5 separate regions of the Anser cygnoides genome follow, and regions 2, 3, 4 and 5 are each linked to region 1. The links are chromatin contacts, called in public Hi-C maps. All regions are on one chromosome and are shown on one strand. Each heading gives the region's core, a stretch centred on a gene start, on an enhancer-like site or on the middle of the called end of the contact. The rest is flanking DNA. Distances are from core to core; before and after follow the strand shown.

Region 1 (4,111 bases), core at 1,136-3,635:
TGCCAGCTGCTGCAGGAAGGGTTTGCATGCACAGATGCTCTGGAGAGAGGCCGTCAGCCTGTTGGAGAACCATGTTGGAAAACCATGTTGGAAAACCCTCTCCCTGTGCTCTGCCACATACCCCTCACACTGCTCGGGGCACAGAGGAGACACTCACTGCCTGTTTGCACCGCAGAATAAAGTCCCCCAGAGAATCAGATGCAAACTCATGTCTCTCAAGCATCTGAGGTGAAGTGCTTTCTTTACCTTGGAAAAGAACCAGACAATGAGGCCTCCAGCATATTTTGCTGTAGCTGCAATGTCTCAGGACACAGCCAGGTCAAAGGTTTGTAGACAGAGGTAATATTTTTCATTATGTCCACTCGCAGAGCTGGAAAAATTGGAGGAGCTTTTGGGCACAGAAGCTAATCTACAAGTCACTGAGGGCTTTGAGAGATGAGCCTTGACCAGGGTTGTTACGGTGGGTTAGACATTACCCCCCCTTTTTTTTTTTTAATTAAAAAGTGCTCTGTTGATGCACAATACACAGATCCTGGGTCTGCTTTCAGCCTGGAAGTGCTGGGCAGAGCAACCCAGGAGCCCAGGTGGCTGTGAGATCCCTGGATGGCCAGAGTCAGATTAAATTAAATGTGCCAGATTAAATTAACAATAAGCCAGGCACACCTGGGCCAGCCATCATTTGGGTCGTTTTCTGTCCCCTCATGTGTGGCACCCCTGGGAGGGGGGCAGGTGCCCTGCTCTCTTTCTGTCCTGAGAGTGGTGATGAGCCCAAGCGTCCCCCTCCATTAGATGGCAGCCCCAGGAGGACTGGTGAAACTCTGTGCCTGGAGGATGGGTTTCGTGGTATTTTGGACCTGGTAGGTGGGTGCCCTGGGGAAAAGTCGGGGTAGCACCTACTCACATGGCGGGGACAGGACTGCTGACAAGTCCTGGTGGGGAGACAAATCTCTTGGACAAAGTCCCTCTAGCTGGAAATTCAGAGAGTCCTCAGGGAAAGCCCAAACTATCCCCAGCAGTGAAGAAGAGGTCCCAGGGCAGAAGACAAGGTTGTGCCCGAGTGGAAAACCCCTGCTTTCCCCAAGGGAAGGACTTGTTCCTTCAGTGCTTCCTTCAGTTTCCTTCAGGTGCCAGGCTGGAGCGCCGCTGCCTCGTGGGTGCAGACTACAGTCTGTTGTGGTTCTCTGTTTATGCATGTTGCTTTCAGAGTATGGAGGGTCCCCTTTCCAGCCCTGCCGGGAGAAGAAAGATGCCAAACCCCGGTGCTGCTCGTGCGCTCACAGGGCCCGGATTGTCCCCAGATATGACATCAGGTCACCCATCAGGCACTCCCAGGTGCGGGAGGCAAGGCTAAGCTTTAGCCATGTATCTGCAGAGCCCTGCCCAGCCACAATTTCCCATTTTCCCCAGGGCATCTCTGCCCCCGAGTGCTGCCAGGGCTCCGTCTGCCTGTGCATGCCCTGTGGGTTATGGCTGCGCCCGTGGTGGGACTACGTGGTGGGAGCTGCCAGGCACAGCATTGCAGAGCAGTGGCGGGACACTGTCTGTCTGGAAAGTGGAAAGCCTTCCCTCCAGAAACGTATGGGGTGGAGGTGTATGGGAGCCAAGGGAAATAGGAGGGCACTGAACAGCAACTGGCCTCGTGTTAGTTCCAGCTGAATCAAGGCAAGAAAATAGCCCTGCAGGCAGTGCTGTTTATTAAAGCTTCTAATCTCGAACAAATACGTCCAGGTTGCAACAGGAAGCCAAGAAACACGTCCCTCTTACCAAAAACAGAGCGGTCTGGTGACCTTTTGGTGAGCCTGTCTTCATGCAGTTGTACTTTCTGTTGGTCGGTAGCCATACAAGACACCTGGCTCTTCCTTTTCCTCGTGTCTGAGACAGCATCTCTCCGTCAAGACAATAAGCAGTTGTTTCCTCCCCCTTCTTTCCCCTCCCCGAGTGGCTGGGCTCGGCTGGTTCTCAGGACACGTCCCCGCTGACTGCTAAGGGGTGACAAAGCCGTATTGTTTTTCAGCTGAGGAGAGAGCAACGAGCGCACCTTCGCCAGCACCGAGCTGCTGACACGAATCAGGCGATCTCTTTACCCCAGTCCGTGCGGGTACAGTGACACCGCCGTGCCGGGAGGACTGCGGGACCCGGCAGGCACAAACAGATCCCGCTAAGCCTTGCCAAATGCCAGGGCCCCCAGTCGGAGCTTCCCCGCTTTAGCTGCAGCCGAAAATAGCCCTCCTTTCCAAACGACGGCCCTGCCTGGGTACGTGGTGTGCCCATGGTGCATGATGAGGGGGTTATTTATTGTCAGCGTGCCGTGAATAGGGCCTGGCGGGGAGAGGGAGGGCGGCAAAGCTTATTCCTGGGACTTTTAACACCTGTTACTGAGGTAACCATTGCGCACGCACGCACCAGAGATGTCTGGAGTCATCAAGGTCTTCTGTAACACTTCCAAGCAATGTCCTTCCCGCGCCCGCAAGCTCGCTGGCTGCCACCGACCCTGGCTGGCTTTCAGCTCTCCTGATGGACCCTGGTTGTACATTTACCCTGCGTGCAGTTTGCTCTTGCTTGGCAACAATGCTCCCCTCTGCATTTAGGAGGCCGGCAGTAACGTGAGATTGCTGGCTCTTGTCCTATAAGAGTCAAAGCCACGGGCAAAATGCAGAAGATTGGGCAGGTAAAGCAGCGGCTGTGAAGCTGGAGACCTGTCCTACCGCTGCCCTTAGGAACAGGGCAGGGATGTGACCACAAGGGTCACCCCGTCCAGTCCCCTGCTGTTATGAGCCACCACATAAAAGCCCATCCTGCCCAGCAGGGTTCACAGAGTATTTTTTCCCCTTGCCTCACTGAACCGTGGACCACAAAGCACTTCCTGACCACCCTTGAAGCCAACTTGGATCTCTAGGGCACAAGATCAAAGGACACAAACTGCTACGCTGCACGGTGACGGCAGGCGAGCTCCGGGGTCTTGCCAGCATCCCAGCAGCTTGGCAGGAGAAGGATGTTAGTGAGATGAACATGCAGGGAGAAATCTGCAGAGGACAAACCCTGGGAAACCTGCTCTTGGGTTGCTCATGTGTTTTGGAAGTCTCTGAGAACTGTGGGGCAGCTGGAACAAGAAGTGCAATGCACAGCTAAGAAAGGGCTTGGTGTCAGTTTGTGAACGGTGAGCCCCACGACCCATGTATTTTCCAGTCCCTTTGCTTGCTCTTTGCTGGGATGTAGGGATAGGATTCAGCTCACCTAACTTCTGAGGTCTACAGAGTAGACGTCTCAGTCTAAGCTCACAATGGAGACAAATAGCCACTTAATGGGCACTCTTCATATAAGCCATCTCCATCAGAAAGAGAGGTATCGCTGCCAGAATGGGCTACATCCATTGCCTAGGAGGCACGCTCAGGCAAAGATATTTGCGTTGCAGACATCTACATCTCAGCAGCTGAATCTGATCCAAAACACCTACCTGGCGCTGAGGAAGAACCAAGTTCAGAAGACGTGCTGGAGGACGAGGCTAGAGCGTACTTTGTTTTTCATCTGTGCCCCTTGATCCCTTCCTGCCAAGTGAGTGAGAGCTGGGCTCTCCCTCTTCACAGCATCAGCTGGAGCTCAGCTGGAAGGTATGCCCAAGCACAGCCTCATATGGAGCCCCTGTGGTGGTGGAGAAAGCTGTAACAGAAATACAGAAATATATATACTTTTTTTTTTTTTTTGAGCATTATTTCCTACCATGGAGAAACAAATCTGGACTTGGAAATGGGGTTGGACACATTGTTCTGGTCTTGAAATGGTCTCAGAGTAAATGAGTGCATTTAGAGTCGTAAGTCCTCTGTGTTTCTCGCTTTAATCACAGTCTAAGGTTACCTTGTGCTTTCCAAGTGAAAGACATTGGCTCAGGTTTGCTGGAGACTTGGCCCCGGTTTGACTGAAAGATCTGTGAACCTCCCCAAACCTTCAGTTTTGGCTCGCTCATTTTATAGGCTTATGATGAAGCGCAAGAAATTCATTGCTGCATTTTGACGTGCATCTCATTTACGTCAGTGCAAAGTTTGCAAACGTGGATCTAAAACACTGGCGCTGGTGTGGAAGCACTCTGCAGTCCCTTCGTCTGTAATTCTCATCA
Region 2 (4,111 bases), core at 941-3,440, 230 kb after region 1:
AACATATGCTTAAAATTTCAAGCCACATATCCTCAGCTTGTAGCAGCTCTGAGAAAAAAAAGGAAAAGCCAACAGTTTTTTCATTCCTCCACCATCTGGTAAGTACAACTTTTCCAGTGTCTGAATGGTGTAAGATGGCCTTATGGCCTTTTCTTTACAACTTGGTATCACAAGGTCCATTTACAGGCAGCACCTTTTAGAAATGTAAGTGCATGGTGCTTCTGGCTATTCAAGTAGGATAGAGTAAACTAACTTTTGCTTTTAGTAGACCACATTTTTTCACTACGCAGATGTAGAATTTTACAGTCTTCTTCATATTGGAAAGGAATGAGTCCACATTTGCCACGGTTATTATTTAAAGCTTGACCTCACACCTTCCTTATCAAAACATGAGCCCCTTGTAAGCCAGAGGAGTGTATCCCTGCTCATCCCTACAATATTACAGTGCTTAAGAGACTTTCAAAGAGACAGGTATCCTGGTTGAAGCTAGCACTGCAGCCAAGCCTAGTGCATATGCAAGGAATGCTGCTGTGAAAACAGTTTTCCAACCATTATTCCTTATGTCACCATCAGATTTAGATATTAGGAGGAAATTCTTTACTCAGAGCGTGGTGAGGCAGGTGAACAAGTTGCCCAGAGAAGCTGTGGGTGCCCCATCCCTGGAGGTGCTCAAGGCCAGGCTGGATGGGGCTTTGGGCAGCCTGGTCTGGTGGGAGGTGTCCCTGCCCATGGCAGGGGGGTGGAACCAGTTGGTCTTTAAGGTCCCTTCCAACCCAAGCCATTCTACAATTCTATGATCTCCAGGAAAGGAAATAATGTGAGAGTGGGAAGCCTGCTGTAATCACTGTGATCTGCACTGTAAGGTAATGCATTTCATTTGAAAGAAAAAAAAGGTCACCATACACTTTGAATTTTGTACAGAGTCCAGGCTTCATGTCTCCCAGGAGCTGCACCATTGTGTCCAATAATTCACGACTTGAAGTAACCAGGAACTCACGGCCACATGCCAGCGCAGCCACATCTGTGAGAGAACACAAAACATTACTATAAAAATTCATGTTTCAAACAAAGTTTTATGCTAATTATAAGGACAACTAAAAAAATGTCAGCTGTGAAGAATGAACTATGGCATCTATATAAACTTCAAATTATAACCATCTACATAGCAAATACTGAAGCAGCAAATGATACTGATTAAACTCCTTCATAATTCTGCTTTGATAATTCAAATATTTATTCAGGGTGGCCAGTATCCTAATAGTAACACAGTGAATCATGAAACAAAATGTTGGATTTAAGCAGTTCTAAGCTGACATCTGCAAGTAATGTGGGAATGAAGCAAAGCTGATCATCATAGGTTCCGTTTTACAAAAATGAGATTGCAGATTGTTTTACAATCAGTCAATCCAATGTGCCTGGCACATTACACAACTGAAACACTTGTGAAAGTCTACTCAAAAGTTCTTTTTCTATTTCTCTGCAGGCACTGCAATATTCATGCACAAACCAAAAGGCAAAACATTTCCAGAAACTACTGCTCCAAAACATATTTTCCTGAAATGTTTTTCCTTATGCTTGCCCCATAATTCAGGGCATCCTTATATGCAAGAGGTATTTTCCAGCAACCTTTATCATGCTGAAGTTTCAGCAACCCCTTTCCTAAATTACAGAGACAAAGAGAAAAATCTTGGCATTATCAAATTCAGTGGAAAAATTTGTATAAGCTTCTGTGAGGCAAGATTTCATTCCATCACAGTGATTCCTGCTCAGGCAGAACACCACCATCCTTCCCCATCCAAGCCTTTAAACATTTTCTTTGTTCAGACATTACTTTTGCTATGATTTTTTTTTTCTTTTTCCTCCTTTGAAGCTATGAGAGAGAACTGGATTACACCTTTACTTGGTACAGTGGCACAACGTGCCACATACAGTGCTTTATTATAATCTTTAATGGAACCACGACACCTAAAATCACACATTCAAAAAAGCTGTTAATGCCCGATTCCCTTACTTGTATAAATACCCATTGTTTCATCTATCTTACATCATGACATTACCTAATGCCATTTTGAGAGCTGCACCATTTCACAAAAATGCAGCTGACATATCTTCCCCATTTCTAATAGCCTTCCAAGTCAAGGGCGGCCATACTAAGACAGATGTGTGGCTTCCTACTTATTTCCTGACTCTAAAAATAAGTATTTAGTATGGAAATTATGGAAGTTAGGTTTATTAACTTTTACTTTTCTTAGCACCATGGAATTGGGAGATCTAGAAGACAGTGGAGTCCACCTGGCATCAAGAAAATTCTCCCACAGTTTGAAAATGCTGAACACATACCTTGAGGTGGCTGCATCATCTGCAATTAATTTGAGATTAGTACATCTCTAAGATGTTAGCATTACTGGTGATTCAGAAAGTATACTGCTTGACATTTACAAAGTAAGGTGAGTACACATGATGGGTAAAATGGCCCTTGTTTTACCTGAGATTGAACAGAAGTTCAAGGACTTTCAAAACTGAATAGTTTTTATACATCTAATCCTGAACTATGCTCCAGAAAGTACAACTCCTCACAGACTTGCCGAGTGACAAAATCTGTTAGAACTTTAAAAGAATAGGAAGTCACCAAAATACCAACACTGGCTAAATACCTGACTTCATAAAGCTGTAATTATTGCAGTACCTATATGGCAATGTGGAAATTCCCAGTGCCTACGGAATGCTATTTTGAGAGAGAACATTAACTCACTTGTTACAATCCCTGCCAAAGCTAACACAAACTGGTTTTCATCAGAATCCAAATCCTGCTGTTTCATGTCTTCACTTAATGACTTCACAAAGCTCTCCATAGTCTGTGCAGTGATTGTAAAAAACTTTGCTGCTTTGCTCTGCAAGTGCGGAGGAGAAAAAAGGATTATGCACACTACAGCAACAATGATTATTAGATGCTACAGTAAACTGGACAATCTGCAATATTACTAAGACATCCAGTCTCCTCACAAGACAGCAGAAAACAGCAGGCACACACTAAGTGATGTGTTTAATCCTCTAATATTAGAAACCATTATCTCAGGAGAATACGGGAAACTACTCAATACTACATTTATTTGTAAAACTATACTATTGTGTATTGACCTTCTAAACCCACAATAATATGTATCAAACAATAGAATTAATGCTTAGTCTCAAAACTGAGGACGTTATCTTTTTGTTTTGCAGCAGTTGCATGAGGTGTTTCATATTCACATTTCAGAACAGCCATGGTCAACACCCTATCCAGCTGAAGACTGGACAGCTGCCTAAGTTAGTGGCTTGACATGAATTTCCTAAGAAAACCAATGAAATGCCCAGTAAATAAGCATTTGATTGGATCTTAAAAGGATTCGTGAATTGCTCAATACAGGATGGAGAACAAGAGGCTACACAGAAGTTCTTTGGAAAAGGAAATTGAGGTCTCTTCTGGGTCACAGGTTGAATTTTAGTCAGCAGTGTCAGAAGTATAGCCCATAATTACATGATGCAATCTTCCCCATGCAGCACAAGACCTCAGCAGGAACACTGCTCTGTTTTGGGGTATCTCAGCTGAAGAACCAACCAACCAGCACAAAGTTCAGAGCGGATCAAAGAGCCTTGTCAGAGGTGCAGGCAGAACCCACAGAGAAGAACTGAAAGAATCATTTCTGCTTATTAGTAATTCTGACCTGTAAAACATTGCTGAAACACTATTTCCCACAGAGAATTCTGGTTTTTGTAAAAAAAAATAGCATAACAGGAAGCCCAGATTTCCCAGTGCATTTAATAATTTTGCTAGTCGTTTCATGAGAGAGCTGAAACTTCTAGTAATTTCCTGCAGCAACCCAGTTAAGACAGCCAGACAGTTCAAGAAAGTGCCTAGAAATTACGATCATTTTGTGAAATTCCGGAACATCTATTCATTTTGCAAAGTGACTGAAAAATTCAGTATTTTATCAAAACCACTGTCTTCATAGTATGTACAAATCTACTGATACCGTTCATTTATTCCTCCATTGCTGCACACTGACCACATCAAAGACATGTTTTGGGAGGAAAGGAATACAGTTCCTGTGGGGTGATTTCAACAACAGGG
Region 3 (4,111 bases), core at 1,145-3,644, 180 kb after region 1:
CCCAACCCATTTATTTCAACAAAAGCTGGGGACCAATAGGCTTCCAGAAAACCCATCACCAAAAAACCCTCTGCGCCAGCCGTTCCCCTGGCCGGACGGCGGTGAACCGGAGTGTCCACGCTCGCTCGTTGAATTATCTTCAACGCAGGGTCCAGCATCTGCACGGCTTGGCTCCGTCACGCTGGCTCCGCGCCCGCTGCAGGAGGACACGCAGCACCTGACGGAGCACGCAGCCCGCTGCCGTAACAGCGCCAGCCCATCCAGAAACGCGCTGGCTGCTCAACACGAAGCAGCAGAGGGGGGACTGAGAACAGCAGCGTGCTGCTTCGTGTGATCTGGGGGCAGTGGTGCTAAGTGCCCTGAAAACTGATTTACCGTCTCGTTGAACCACGGCCCGCGCTGCTTGGGAAATTTGGAATAACATTTCCAGAAATACCTAAGTGCTCATGATGAATTTTACTGCCAAAAATTAATTTCCTTCATTTCCTCTTTTTCCTCCCACTTTCTCCCCTTATTCCCATTGCTGTTTCTGGAGCAAAGAATTGATGTCATTGCCGTGAATAGCTCTGAATTCATTTGCTTACAGTTTTGGGCAGGGAGATTTTTTTTTTTATTTTTTTTTTTTCCCACCAGAAGGTCTTATTGCATTCATTCTCTCCTCCTTCCTTCTTGCACCTATGCCCGGCCTCTTCCTCCCTGCACTAGCATTTCGAGACTCCCCCTCGCCACTCTCCTAGTGGAGGCATCACTACTGAGTCATCCCTCCGCATCCAGCCCGTTGCTAATCCACCTCGTGCCGTTTCCTTTGCAAGGGCTGCTCACTCTTCTTCCCCACGTCCACCCCAGCAGTCCATGCTCTGAGCACCTTCACCCTCAGTCGCCCCTGTTACCCCCTCTCCAAATTTTCTCTCTCCTTCCTCTGGAGTCTGCATTATTTAAGGTGATGCCCGCCCCTTTCCGCTACCTGCTGTTTATCTGAAGGCATCCCTCAGATGTCCTCCCAAGCTTCTGGCCTTTATTTTTCCTCACACGAAACTCACTGCCTTATCCTCATCCTTACAGTCACTGAGGGACAGTAGGGATGGGCTTGGCAACCTTTCCTTCTGATGGTTTTCCATGGGAAATAGATTTCCCTGTTCGGTTTCTGCTTTTGTTTCCCTGCTCTGCTCCGGGAGCCAAAGTCCCGAGACATCCTCCCAGAGAGGAGGCGGCCCCAAAGGAAGGAGGTCCGGCCGCTCACCGAGGCTGGCGGCACAAAGGAAAAGCCTCTCCAAAAGCCTCTTTGCGCCTTTGTGCTGCGGAGGGTGACTCAGAAGGCAACCCTAAGCAGACCGTCTGTGCAAGGTGTGAGAGGACGTCACAGGTCCTCCAGGTCTTTCCTTCCTCCTCCTGCGGCCCTTTGCTTGCGAGCAGGTCTCTTCTCAGGCTGCCTCTGCCCGGGTGTCTGGGAGCTCAGCAACACCTGGGATGAGCGTCGCAGGAGGAGGGAGCGATACTGAGTGTTTTTCAAAGAGGAGCTGGGGCTCCTCTGAAGCGTTTGAGTCCTCATATCAGAAGCCGGTTGTTATCACTGTGGGGAAACGCACTTGAGAGAAGCCAGCTGCAGTCAGGGACCACGATAGCTGATAGCTACAATACAGGAGGCTGCGTGAGTTTTTACGTCAGGGTCAGGAGCTTCTCCTCTGGCCCGTACCAGCCTCTTCGTGGTTCCTGCCAGAGAAGTCCAGTGTGCAGAACGGAGGTAAAAGACGGGTGGGGAACAGGGTACAGCTCATCCAAAGACCGTTCTTTCAGAGGTGTATAAACGCAGCCTGTGTCGCCACGATGTCAGATGGCAAAGCTCAGTCACCCAAGTAAAAGGGAAAGTTACAGGGTGCTTTGCCAACAAAAAGAAAGAAAAAAAAAGTGTTGAAGTGGCAACAAACGATTCGACCAATAACAGCAACAACCTTTCAGCAACTATTCAGGCACTGGCTATTCAGCCAGCCGCTTTTGCTGCCATTTTTATTAGCCACATAGGATGGAGGTTATACGACCCTATCCGGGTAACATTGTTAAACCAGGAAAAGATACGACAGCAAAACAGTTTTTCTGTGGCTTAATTAAATGGCCTCGATCCAAACTCCACTGAAGTCAATAAGAAACCTTGCCACTGCCTTTAACGACTTTGCATGACTGAATACTCCCAGCAGGGCTTTAATAGGAAAAAAGAGTGAAGTTCAAGCTGCAAAATACAAGACAGACTCTGTACAGCAGGAAAGCTGCTGACATGCTTCCGTGGCATAGGTAGCTCTCACTGATGGGAGAAAGGGGGCTCTGACCTGATGGGAGAGCTGTGGGGATCTGCATCTTCGTTTTCTCTCTGTGGACTCAAGGAGCCACTTGTGATTTACATGAATAAAATATATTTTTTTTTTAATTATAAAATGTACGCTGTCAAAGGGCCAAAATGCACCTCTGTACGTCTGGGAGAGGTAGAGTGTGCTGACACCCAGAGCTTGTTTTCTTGCTGTGCCAGATCTTGATTATGCTGAAGCGAATGGAAACACTTCCACAGAGTTCAGCAGGACGGTGATCTCCCCAGGAAGGGCTGGCACTGTGCAGGGCACACTGTTGCACACTCTGGACTTGTGTGCCGTGCTTTGCAGACTCCTTTTTGTAGATGCTTCTTGTTTATAAGTAAAAGTACTTAGATTAACGTTGCAAAAACAAATAGTCTAATGTTGTTACATTTTAAGGGCACATTAACTCGAAAGAGCAGCCAAGTTTGTTGACTAAAATGATTTACACAACTCTAAGGCCACTAAACAACTATTTCTCAATGTCTCATCAGCAGCGCAGGGGAGCAGGAGCTAAAAATGCCGCAGCTCAACAAACAGTTCTGTGTTCCTGCTGTTGATAAGTACATGATGTTTCTTTGTAAATAAAAGGCTGTCAGGGGTTGCTTTAATTTAAAAAAAAAAAAAAAAGGCAACACCACAAATAAATAACATGAATAATTTCTAGGCATGTACTGTCCTCTTTCCCTCCTTTCATTTCCCTCATATGACTCCATTAAACTATCCCCAGCAAATCCTCTGCACTATGCCCAGGGTTCCCAAATTACCTTCAAAGAGGCGGCTGTGTGGCCAAGAAGCAGCCCCTAACATGGCTGATATAACGCGACAGCCCTTTGGTTGGCAGGGACAGGAATGCCCACGTGCCAGTAAACAGCATTTACATGAAGGGATCATCCAGAGTGCCCAGGTTGCCTGAGAGATGCTGAACATCCTCCACCACCAAGGATGTGGAAGAAATTAGTTTTTTTAGAGGTCCCCGTCTAATGCCCATTGCAGGTGGACATTGATTAACAGCTCAGTCAGGATTTCTACTCTGCCAGTCAAAGGCAAGTGCCCAGGTGCCTCGCCAAGGAAGCCGGATAAAGTGGAGATGTTTTTTAACAAAGCAGGCGAGGGAGGTGTAAGACAAGCAGATGGAAACTGAATTCAGAAAAACATTGTGCTAGCAGGCATCTAATAGTGAGAGCAATCAATCAAGGAGCTCATTACCAAGGGACACTGTGCAATCCCCATTTCTTGATGTCTTTACATCTAGAGAGGCAAAACTGTCCTAACAGGGCACTGTTCAACCAAAAGCTGTCATGCTTGATTTTAGGACCTGAAGGATAAAATCCAAAGTCTTCCACCGTACAAAGGTCAAGCAAAGTGAGGACAAAGGATTTAAAAAAAATTGAAGACTATGAATGGAGCCATTAAAAAGCCTCGAAAAGTTTTTTGTCTCTGTCAAAAACGTAGGAGAAGCAGGATGGGAGAGCATGTTTTGCAGCTGAGCCGCAGGCAGGGAAAATACCAAGAGGCACTGCACGGCTCCATCTGGTTTGGTAATTTCTTCGGCCACGGCTGCCAAACAACAAAGACATCCTCGCTGATGTGTTGACTCCAGCAGGTCTAGTGAAGCATGAACCCTGCCAGCTTTCACAGCTACAGAAAGAGATGAGAACCACTGTTTAATGTCATCCAGTCACATAAAACATAAATATGTCCTAACGGAGGTATGCAAAGCACTCGCCTTACTTCCTCTGCTACGCCAGCTCAGAATGTGTTGTGCTGCT
Region 4 (4,111 bases), core at 535-3,034, 160 kb after region 1:
TGCAGAGGTGTCTAGTGAAGGCTTTGCTCTCCCTGTAGCTGCCTACCCTGAACCCCTTTCAGCCCGGGCTGCTCCTAGCACTGGCCAAGGGAAGGAGCTGTCTCAGCCAAGTGAACAGTACCTTGTGCTGCGACTTACAGCAGACTTACCTTCTAGCTCCTTGCTCCGGTTTCTTTTTAGGGTTAAGACTTCCATATTGCAGCTGTATGGAAAGGAAGCCTCACCTGAGACATCTCAGCATGCAATATGAGCAGGAGCACTTGGCAAGGTGAGCTCCACCTGCCTCTGTACTGCACCGTGCTGCGTGGCAGCCCTCGCTGGCCTCACAAACGAGAGGAGCAAGGGGTTGGGGACAAACCAAGGACTATGCACAGTGGCCTGGCTGATGGACTGGCCTGCTCCAGGCAGGTCAGCGAGAAGGCAAGCTCCGCGTCACTCACATTTCGCAGTACATCAACCTTACTCTTAATTATGTCATTCCTGTAGAGCATGTCATTCCTCCTGCTTCTGAGCGGGGTGAGAGGGCACAGCCTATGGGAGGATTAAGCCTCGGTCCCTGTAGGGATGCTTAGTCAGTGAACCCGTGCTTCTCATTACATGCTTCCAACCTGCTGTCATTCAACAGCCTTGTGGAAGGGTTTACAAGCTTGTGCTGTCTCAGAAATTTCTGCTTGTTCATTGCAGCTGTTCTCGGAGGGGATGCTTGTTCCGAGTACGTCTCTCATTGATACCACAGCTAATTGCATCTGGAGGTCAAAAGGAAGGTTTTCCAAAGTGCTACCATTGCGAATCCTGCCTGCAACCTCAGAGTCAAGCCAGGCTACTTACAGACCCATCGCTATCACCGGTAACTAAAAAGCTGCAGATACAATTTAGATAACGATGTGAAGCAAAAATAAAAAGCACAATTCCTTTCCCAAGAGCTGTGCTGACACTGGAAAGTAAGACATGTAAATAGTAGAAATTGGCCACCTGAGTAAAAAGAGCGTTGTATTCATTGATTGCTTTTGGACCAGAATGCTAACGCTGAATCCTTTTGTTTGACCATCTAGATTCCAAAAGTCATGCTATTTTATTCAGCTGGCCCCTACCCCCTTTTTTTTTTTTTTTTGTATTGAGTCCATGAATTTATATTTGACTGAAGAAATTACAAATCCTAAATTCTTGGCTTCAATTTTCTGGAAGGCAGCTTCAAAGTAAGCGTTGACTTGCTCTCTCTGTTTTCTGGATACTCCTGCCTTTAAATTTCTAGCAAAGACACTGTCATTTCCATCTTGTTTCTCTAACACCCAAAGCAAACCTGTTTTTGTTACAGTCCAAAGTGTAGGCAGGGCAATTAGGGGGAAGAAATGTTGCTGTTTTGTATCACTATCAAGAACTCTGCTGAGGATGAGAAGCCAGGGACCTGATTCTTGCAGCAGAAACAGATTCAGAGCTGATTTTCCACCTCTTGGTGTCTCCCCCTCTTTACAGGCTAGCACAGGCTCAAGCCAGAATAATTAGGATTAGGGTGAAGGGAGATACTGGAAAAGAAGTGATTTCATCTTAGTGCAAGGGCTTCACACCGGACTGTCTCCCACTTGAGCTGATGTGCTAAAGGACAGAGCTGTTTACCCGTGTGTGGTGAACTGATTTACACTGGGTACACAGCCTGCATCCCAGAAGCGTCCCTGATCTGGGACAGCTGCCCAAGAGGCTGCGCAGGAGCACAGAACGTGGCTCAGACTCCCTACCTGGCTGACAGACGAGTAGCCCAGCCACTACAGCAGTTGCCCTGTTCGGGTGGGAAGGATGGGCAGCACCAAAGAATAATGGGTGGATTCATACCAGATTTATCCCAAAACCTCAGGACCAAATCAGTCTTCCCTAAGAAACAAGCTCCCTTTTCAAAAAGAAAAGTGAGTTGAGGTCAAAATCTTGCATCTGAAGCAACATAACACGAAGAATAGCCCGGTTTGGTTGGCATCCGGTGTGGTTTACCAGCGGTCTCTTGGTCCGGGGGAGGAATGCAACATCCCGGACGCCTGCACAACTCAAAGGCCAGCAAGCCCTGTCGCAACGCCGCCTGGCAGCGCGGTCACATTACATGGGAGCATGCCACGCAGAAAAGGTCATGCCCTGGGCTCCACACCAGCCTGCCCTAGTTGGAAAGCGGGTTTTTGTACGTGACACCGCATCTGCCTTGCTCCGGAGAACTTTGATCAGGCTCAGCTGCTCGCCACGCAGGGCAGATGTCACCCAAGTGCCCAGCAGCAGTGGCATTCCCAGCAGGGAGGTGCTGAGCAGGGAGCACAGAGAGGGAGGGCTCGTTTCTTAGAAAGAGGGGAGGAACAGGGTGCTCCGGGTCTGGGCATCCGGCGCAGGGTGTTTCACAAACACCAGACCCATGTAAAGTGAGCTTGACCCCCTGAGGGTGGCGAATAGCAGCTGACATCCCTTGCAGGACAACTTCTCTTGCTCTTTCCTCCCCTCTGGGTCTTTCCTAAGTTGCTGCAGGCTAAATGTAGACCCACGGGGGGCTGGCAGACAGTGGCAGTGCCTGGCAGTGCCCCCACGGATACAACCAGTCACATTTGTGTCCTCTCCATCTGGTTCGAGTTAGCGTGCATGGCTTAAAAATCAGAGAGCTGTGCCCTTCCAGTTGCCAACCTCCATGAGATGACTTTGTGTCCCTCACCCATCCAGTAACCTACGGTTTCAATGGGGGCTTAATTTTGCCCCATAGGGTGATGCCTTGCTGTTTGGAGCTCATGTCTCTGCTCATCCCCATCCTGCTTTGACAAGAAAATGCTGTGTGACTCGCAGTCATGCCACTTTTTCATGACTCAGTTTCCCCCTCGATATCTAAAAGGGGCAGAATTTGAAAATGCACCTTCCCTTTCTTTGTGAATGTCTTTGATACAGAGATCTGAAGGACAACACAAGAGCTAACGTTGACCTACACTTCCCTTTACTGTGTCCAGACCTATTTAGTGCCTATTTATGGCAACCTGGTCATTAGCACTAGAAGAACAAATCCAGTACAAAGAAAGCTTTAAACCACTGAAGTGGGGTGTGCCGGGCTGTCAGAACAGCTATTGTACATTACTTTCCTCCTTGCCCTATCAAAAGACAAAAGCTTCATTTGATGATTGAAGACACAGAGAAACCAGAATAGCAATGGGGGCTCCTCCTGCAAAAAAAAAAAAAAAAGGAATTCCGTGTTTCCTAAACCCCACATTTCTCCTTTCCTCTGCACTGCTCTGTCCCCTTGGGCCTCTCCACAAGGGGACCAGAGCAGAAGTCCTCCAGCAGCTTCCAGCTCACCTCTTGAAGCCCCTCAGGTCAGTGCTGGGCTGTTATTCCAGCAGTGCCAGAAGAGCTTGTGATTTGGACGTGTTTTGTTGCTCGGTTTTCAGGCAAACAGCTGAGCAAGCAGCTGATGTGAGATGTGGACAGTCTCTTTGTCACACAGAGAGCTGCTGCCACTTGCTGGCATCTTGTCATGTACATTTGAAAAGGATTTTCCTTCTGCATTTCTTCCCATGGAAGATTTCAAGGGTGAAAACACCTTGAAAGGAGGCGATGTACCTCCTGCTGAGCCTGGAGGTTTCAGTGTCCCTCACCCTTCAGTATCTCTTAGCACCCTTCTATTGCACATTTCCTTTTATTTTCTCCCTATCCCTATTCCTGGACCAGGGCTGCTAACTTCTAGCTCTAGAACCAGGAAAAGTCTAGGTGCCTTTGTCTCACTGAAACAGAAATGATGAGAAGACGTGGGTTAACCAGATCCTTCAAAACTCTCCCTTTGACCTACAATCAGGCTGGAATGGGTTCAGGTATGACCAACAGGTGAGACTGCCGCAGGAATAAAAAATAAGAATCTTTTTGTGAAAACATAATGTCCTGGCGGGTTTTCATTTTAATGAAAACAATTTTCATAGCAGCTTGATAACCATTGAAAACACGTATGGCAGCCACTGTACATATGCTGTGTATATGTTTTGTCACTACATAATTTCTTGTCTTTCATTCAATTCCTCTTCAAAAGTTCATCTGGCCTACACTGCCTGCAAAATAGCAAACTAACTCCAGTCTTGACCAGTCCTAGAGACCCACAACTCTGTTTAAA
Region 5 (4,111 bases), core at 548-3,047, 130 kb after region 1:
AAGAGTTTAAGTCCTCCTCTTATCAAAAGTACGTAAGAAGCTCTGACCTTCTACACTGGAAAAGCAGAGGAGTTAGGAAGGCAAGTTAACTGTAGAAGTTCAGATAGTTCATTTCAGATCAAGAAACGGATTTCAGTCTGTTTTAATGGTTTTGTTTTAATCGTTTTGTTTTAATCAATTTGCCAAATAGTCGTCTAATTACCAGAATCTTGTTTAAAGAATGATGAGTGACTTAAAAAAAAAAAACACAAAAAAAACAGTTTTTGTAGAAAACTCTTTAAGTAAACTATTTCAATTTGCGTTTTCTCTGCAAATATTTGATGTAAAATCATGTGCAAGACACGCGTATGTCATTTGCATGCTGTGCTTCAAAGCCGACCTCTTACCTGGTATAGCTTGATAATGTGGGGATGATTCAAAAGCTTCATTATCTGAACTTCTCTATAAATCTTCTCCAGGTTGCTCGGGTCTAACCTTGTTTTGTCTATTATTTTTATTGCAACCTGCAGATTAAAGAATTAAGAAAATAAAACAACTCCAGGCATTGCAAAATAGGTATTCCTAGAAAAAAAAAACAAACAAACACAGCACCGCATGCAAAACCACACACAAACTCACAAAATCCACGTAAAGTAACCTCTAAAGTACAGTCCCGACAAAGCTGATTTTTCTGAACTGCACTGAATTCACGACAAAGCGTTTTCATTTTTCTTTTCTACGTCAAAGGATTACACGTAAGGTAGCAAACAGAACTGCAGAAATTAACACTGGGCAGGATTCGGTAAATCTTTTAATCCACCCCATGCTAGCGAAAAACTGATTTCTGTAACAGGCTGTTTTCTACTCGAGCGACCGGTGTGACTTTGACATGTACTACACATGGAAATACAGCTGCTTGCCCATTAGGAAATCATCTCCGCGAACGCCGCAAGTTCTTTGTTCTCCAAATGTACGTGCTGAATGAAAAAATTAAACCTGTCTAAAGAGTTTAAGAGTCCAACAGACTGAGGAGCTCTTGGAGAAGTAGGAGGGATGGAGAGAAGGTATCGTGGTAGTTGGCGGTGTTATTTTTGATGTGTTCTTGCTTTAGTTTTACACCAACTCCGTGGGGCACGGGCTGCTGGTACTGCGGTGAGAAAGCACGGAGTTCGCTGCCGGGCTTTTCACCTCCCGTGCCGCTTTCTTTTGTTGTGTTTGTAAAGAAAACGCCGTCTGGGCTCTCCCCTATCCCCCTAGCCGCACTCACCTGCGTTTTGGTCACCCTGTGCCGGGCCAGCTTCACCACGGCGAAGTTGCCTTTCCCCAGCGTCCTCTCGATGTCGTAGAAGCCGACTCGCAGCGGCCGCTGCTGGGCTGGCTTGGCGGCGGGCACGGCGGCGTACTCTGACATGATCACCATGGTTCAGGCGGGCGGCGGGCGAAGGCACCGCCGCGTTCAGGACGGCAGCATGGGCGCTGCACCTGCACGGGAGACACCGGAGTCGGTCAGAGCTCCCCCCTCGCACCGGCGGCCGCGGCTCCGCCGGGCGCCTCCCGCCGCCGTACGGCGGCGGGAGGCGCCCGGCGGAGCCGCGGCCGCCCCGCTCCCCTCACAGCCCTCCGCGCTCCCCTCACAGCCGCGACCGTTGGTGCGCGACCGTTGGCGGGCGGCCGTTGCCGCGCCCGTACCTGGCGCGCGCTCCCCGCGGCTCGCGCCGGGCTCTGCCGCCGCGCGGCTCGGGTGTGAGGGAGGGAGGGAGGGAGGCAGGCAGCGCGCATGCGCGGCGCCGCGGGGGAGGGAGGGGGGCACCCCGCGTGCTCCCTCCTCCCTCCTCCCCCCTCCCCTCCTCCTCCCCCCGCCCCTCCTCGGCCCGCTCCTCCTCCCCCGCCCACCGGCGGAAAGCCGAGCCGGGCCCCATTGACGTCACGTTTGACGCCAGAGAGACGCGCGGCCCGGCGCGGGGCTGGAGGGGAGCGAGACGGCGCGGCGTTGCCGGGCAACGGGCGGCGCTGACGCGCGCGCTGATGGAGCCGTCGCCGGGGAGACGGGGGGGCGGTGACGTCAGGGAGGGAGGGGAGGGGGCACCTGGGTCTCCGGCCCGCTCCCCGCCCCGCCCCGCCCCGCCGCTGTCACGTGACGCCCGCCATCTCGCGGCGGGGTCGCCCCCTGCCGGCGCGCGGCCGTTAGCCGCCGTTAAGCGCCCGTTAGCGGGCGAGGCGGGCGGCGGTGGCGAAGCGACGAGCCCCTCGCCCTGCCTTCCGCCTGCACCTGCGGAGGTGGCGGCTCGGCGAGCGGGGCTTGGAAGCGGGCCCTTTTGCACCCCCAGGCTGAGTGGGGGTCCCGAACGTGCCCGCTGGGCTCCTCTCGAGGCTCGTTGCCAAAAGCCAAGTGGCAGATGCCTTCAATAGAGTTCAGTCTTCACACAAAGTGCAGTCTTCACACCAAGTTCGGTCTTCAAAGTTCAGTCTTCAAAGTTCAGTCTCCACACAGCGACCAAAGTTTGCGCGCTTGGTCTCACGTTCCAGCTAAGCCTTAAAAATGCGGCTTGGTGATGCCTGGCGTGTCTGTTACTCAGCTTACTCTCTGTTAGGGTCAGTCCTAGACTTTTTTCAGACAAGTAATGCCCCACTCTGTGACCAGACTCCTGACCAGAAGGCTGTTTGCCTTAGTCTGAAGTCCTTTTCTGACCGTCATCGTCACTAACACACCGGACACTTACCTTCCACCCAGCAGCTACCACCGCTACAAATGGATGAGCCAGGCTCCTCGCAATAAAAATATGAGTTTCACGGGAGGGGATATAGCTCTGCGTCAGACCAAACTTTGCAAAGCAATTTATATGTTTTTTTCACCTGTAGCTGATGGTCTCCTTAAGGCCCTTGAGTGATTTCTGAAGGGCTCAAGGTGGACCCCCTATGGGAGGAGAGCCAACGTTGTTAGCTTTTTTGTATTACTGTTATTTAAGATTTACACTGTGAGGACCTGATGAGAAAAATGTGGTTTATATAAATCAAATTACGTGATACACAAGCTGTGTGTCATAAATATGAATGAGAGAGATCTGTCAGCATGTTCTAGTGAAGCAAACCGGACTTTCTCTGCTTCTCTTACCTAATGAGTTATATTGCTCTTGTCGCCCTCAGTAACTTGGCTGCTAGGCCGGTTATGCTGCAGGATCCTTCATCTAGAAACGCGGAGAAGTAACACCTGAGCACCTGCAGGGCTTGAAATGAAGGTGGTAGAGAGCCGTGGCTTGCAGAGCTGGTGGCTAGGAGCCTGAGCACGGGCACTGCTTGCACGGAGGCACTGGTTTGGCCCCGGTCGTGGGACTCCTGCCATTTGGTGTAAGGGGGTAATAGCATACAGCCTTCCCTGGCTATCGTAACGTTCAATTAGCGCTTACACAGTGCTTTGAATAACTCACATGAAAAGCTGGCTTATTATTATTATTATTGTTATTTTTAAGCTAACAATGTATTCTCCGTGGAGCTCACGAAGAGGAGGTGACGCACAAACAGCATATACAGTAGCAACTGCATGTGAACAGTGCCCCAGGAGTTATAAAGAAAAAAATTACCTTAATAATGGTTCCTCTGCTGTGGTGGGATTTTCCTCCCTTTAATTATAGTTGCTGTTTTCATTTCAAATTGATTAAGTGTTTTAGGATGGCAAACAGAACCAGGCTTTTTAGAAAGAACACGCAAGGCAGACAGCCCCAGCTAGGAAGGTAACATTTTTATTTCTTTTTAAAGGACTCTTTTTTTTTTCTTTTTTTTTTCCTTCCTAAATGGGAAGAAGTGAACTGGATTTGGTGTTCTGTCTAATATCTCATGATTTTTCCATCCTAAGGAGTGGCAGACACCTGTGCCATGGGACTGCCTGGAGATTGTAAGACGGCACCAGAGGGTTAGAATCCTTGATCCTGGTTTTAATTACGCGCATTAGATGGAAGAGGCAAGAAGAACTGGCAAGTGTTGCTGTCTGGGGAAGGTGCTTATGCAGATCTGCCTCTCTAGTCCAGAGGGTGGGATACATATAGCTTCTTTAGCAGAGGAGGGAGCACACAGTTTTTAGGAGCGATCACGCTATTGTATGATTCATTGAGAATTAAAGGCCTCCTGTATCTATCAC

The links. Hi-C and Micro-C count contacts between places; a contact is called where the count stands out from the background.
Region 2: a Hi-C map of liver shows a contact between it and region 1, with 2.5 times the contacts expected there. The contact joins two enhancer-like sites. A contact is called at or near these places in 5 of 7 Hi-C or Micro-C datasets (fetal liver, granulosa cells and liver).
Region 3: a contact with region 1 is called in a Hi-C map of liver, with 7 times the contacts expected there. The contact joins two enhancer-like sites. A contact is called at or near these places in 2 of 7 Hi-C or Micro-C datasets (both in liver).
Region 4: a Hi-C map of liver shows a contact between it and region 1, with 19 times the contacts expected there. The contact joins two enhancer-like sites. A contact is called at or near these places in 2 of 7 Hi-C or Micro-C datasets (both in liver).
Region 5: a Hi-C map of liver shows a contact between it and region 1, with 3 times the contacts expected there. The contact joins the promoter of SIK1 here to the enhancer-like site in region 1. A contact is called at or near these places in 4 of 7 Hi-C or Micro-C datasets (granulosa cells and liver).

Annotation. Positions count from the first base shown.
Region 1 is chr1:117,994,771-117,998,881 of Taihu_goose_T2T_genome, forward strand. LOC106036150 (a long non-coding RNA gene) reads right to left here. Exons shown (of 5, transcript XR_010825681.1): 3 at 3,455-3,657. Among named protein-coding and RNA genes, the nearest start is that of CRYAA, 25 kb to the left of the region's middle. Within about 2 kb of position 2,386, at least 3 of the 3 cell types and tissues checked have open chromatin away from gene starts, as enhancers often do. A contact at or near this core is called in liver, where this site is marked.
Region 2 is chr1:118,220,776-118,224,886 of Taihu_goose_T2T_genome, forward strand. HSF2BP (heat shock transcription factor 2 binding protein) reads right to left here. Exons shown (of 11, transcript XR_010825697.1): 5 at 2,753-2,891; 6 at 904-1,021. Among named protein-coding and RNA genes, the nearest start is that of HSF2BP, 15 kb to the right of the region's middle. Within about 2 kb of position 2,191, at least 1 of the 3 cell types and tissues checked has open chromatin away from gene starts, as enhancers often do. A contact at or near this core is called in liver, where this site is marked.
Region 3 is chr1:118,178,572-118,182,682 of Taihu_goose_T2T_genome, forward strand. HSF2BP (heat shock transcription factor 2 binding protein) reads right to left here. Exons shown (of 11, transcript XR_010825697.1): 11 at 1-3,980. Among named protein-coding and RNA genes, the nearest start is that of SIK1, 49 kb to the left of the region's middle. Within about 2 kb of position 2,395, at least 1 of the 3 cell types and tissues checked has open chromatin away from gene starts, as enhancers often do. A contact at or near this core is called in liver, where this site is marked.
Region 4 is chr1:118,156,972-118,161,082 of Taihu_goose_T2T_genome, forward strand. It overlaps LOC136786604 (a long non-coding RNA gene), which reads left to right. Exons shown (of 2, transcript XR_010825739.1): 2 at 1-920. Among named protein-coding and RNA genes, the nearest start is that of SIK1, 27 kb to the left of the region's middle. Within about 2 kb of position 1,785, at least 1 of the 3 cell types and tissues checked has open chromatin away from gene starts, as enhancers often do. A contact at or near this core is called in liver, where this site is marked.
Region 5 is chr1:118,130,020-118,134,130 of Taihu_goose_T2T_genome, forward strand. It overlaps SIK1 (salt inducible kinase 1), which reads right to left and starts at 1,798. Exons shown (of 14, transcript XM_066979568.1): 1 at 1,669-1,798; 2 at 1,247-1,461; 3 at 387-503. The coding sequence starts at 1,399.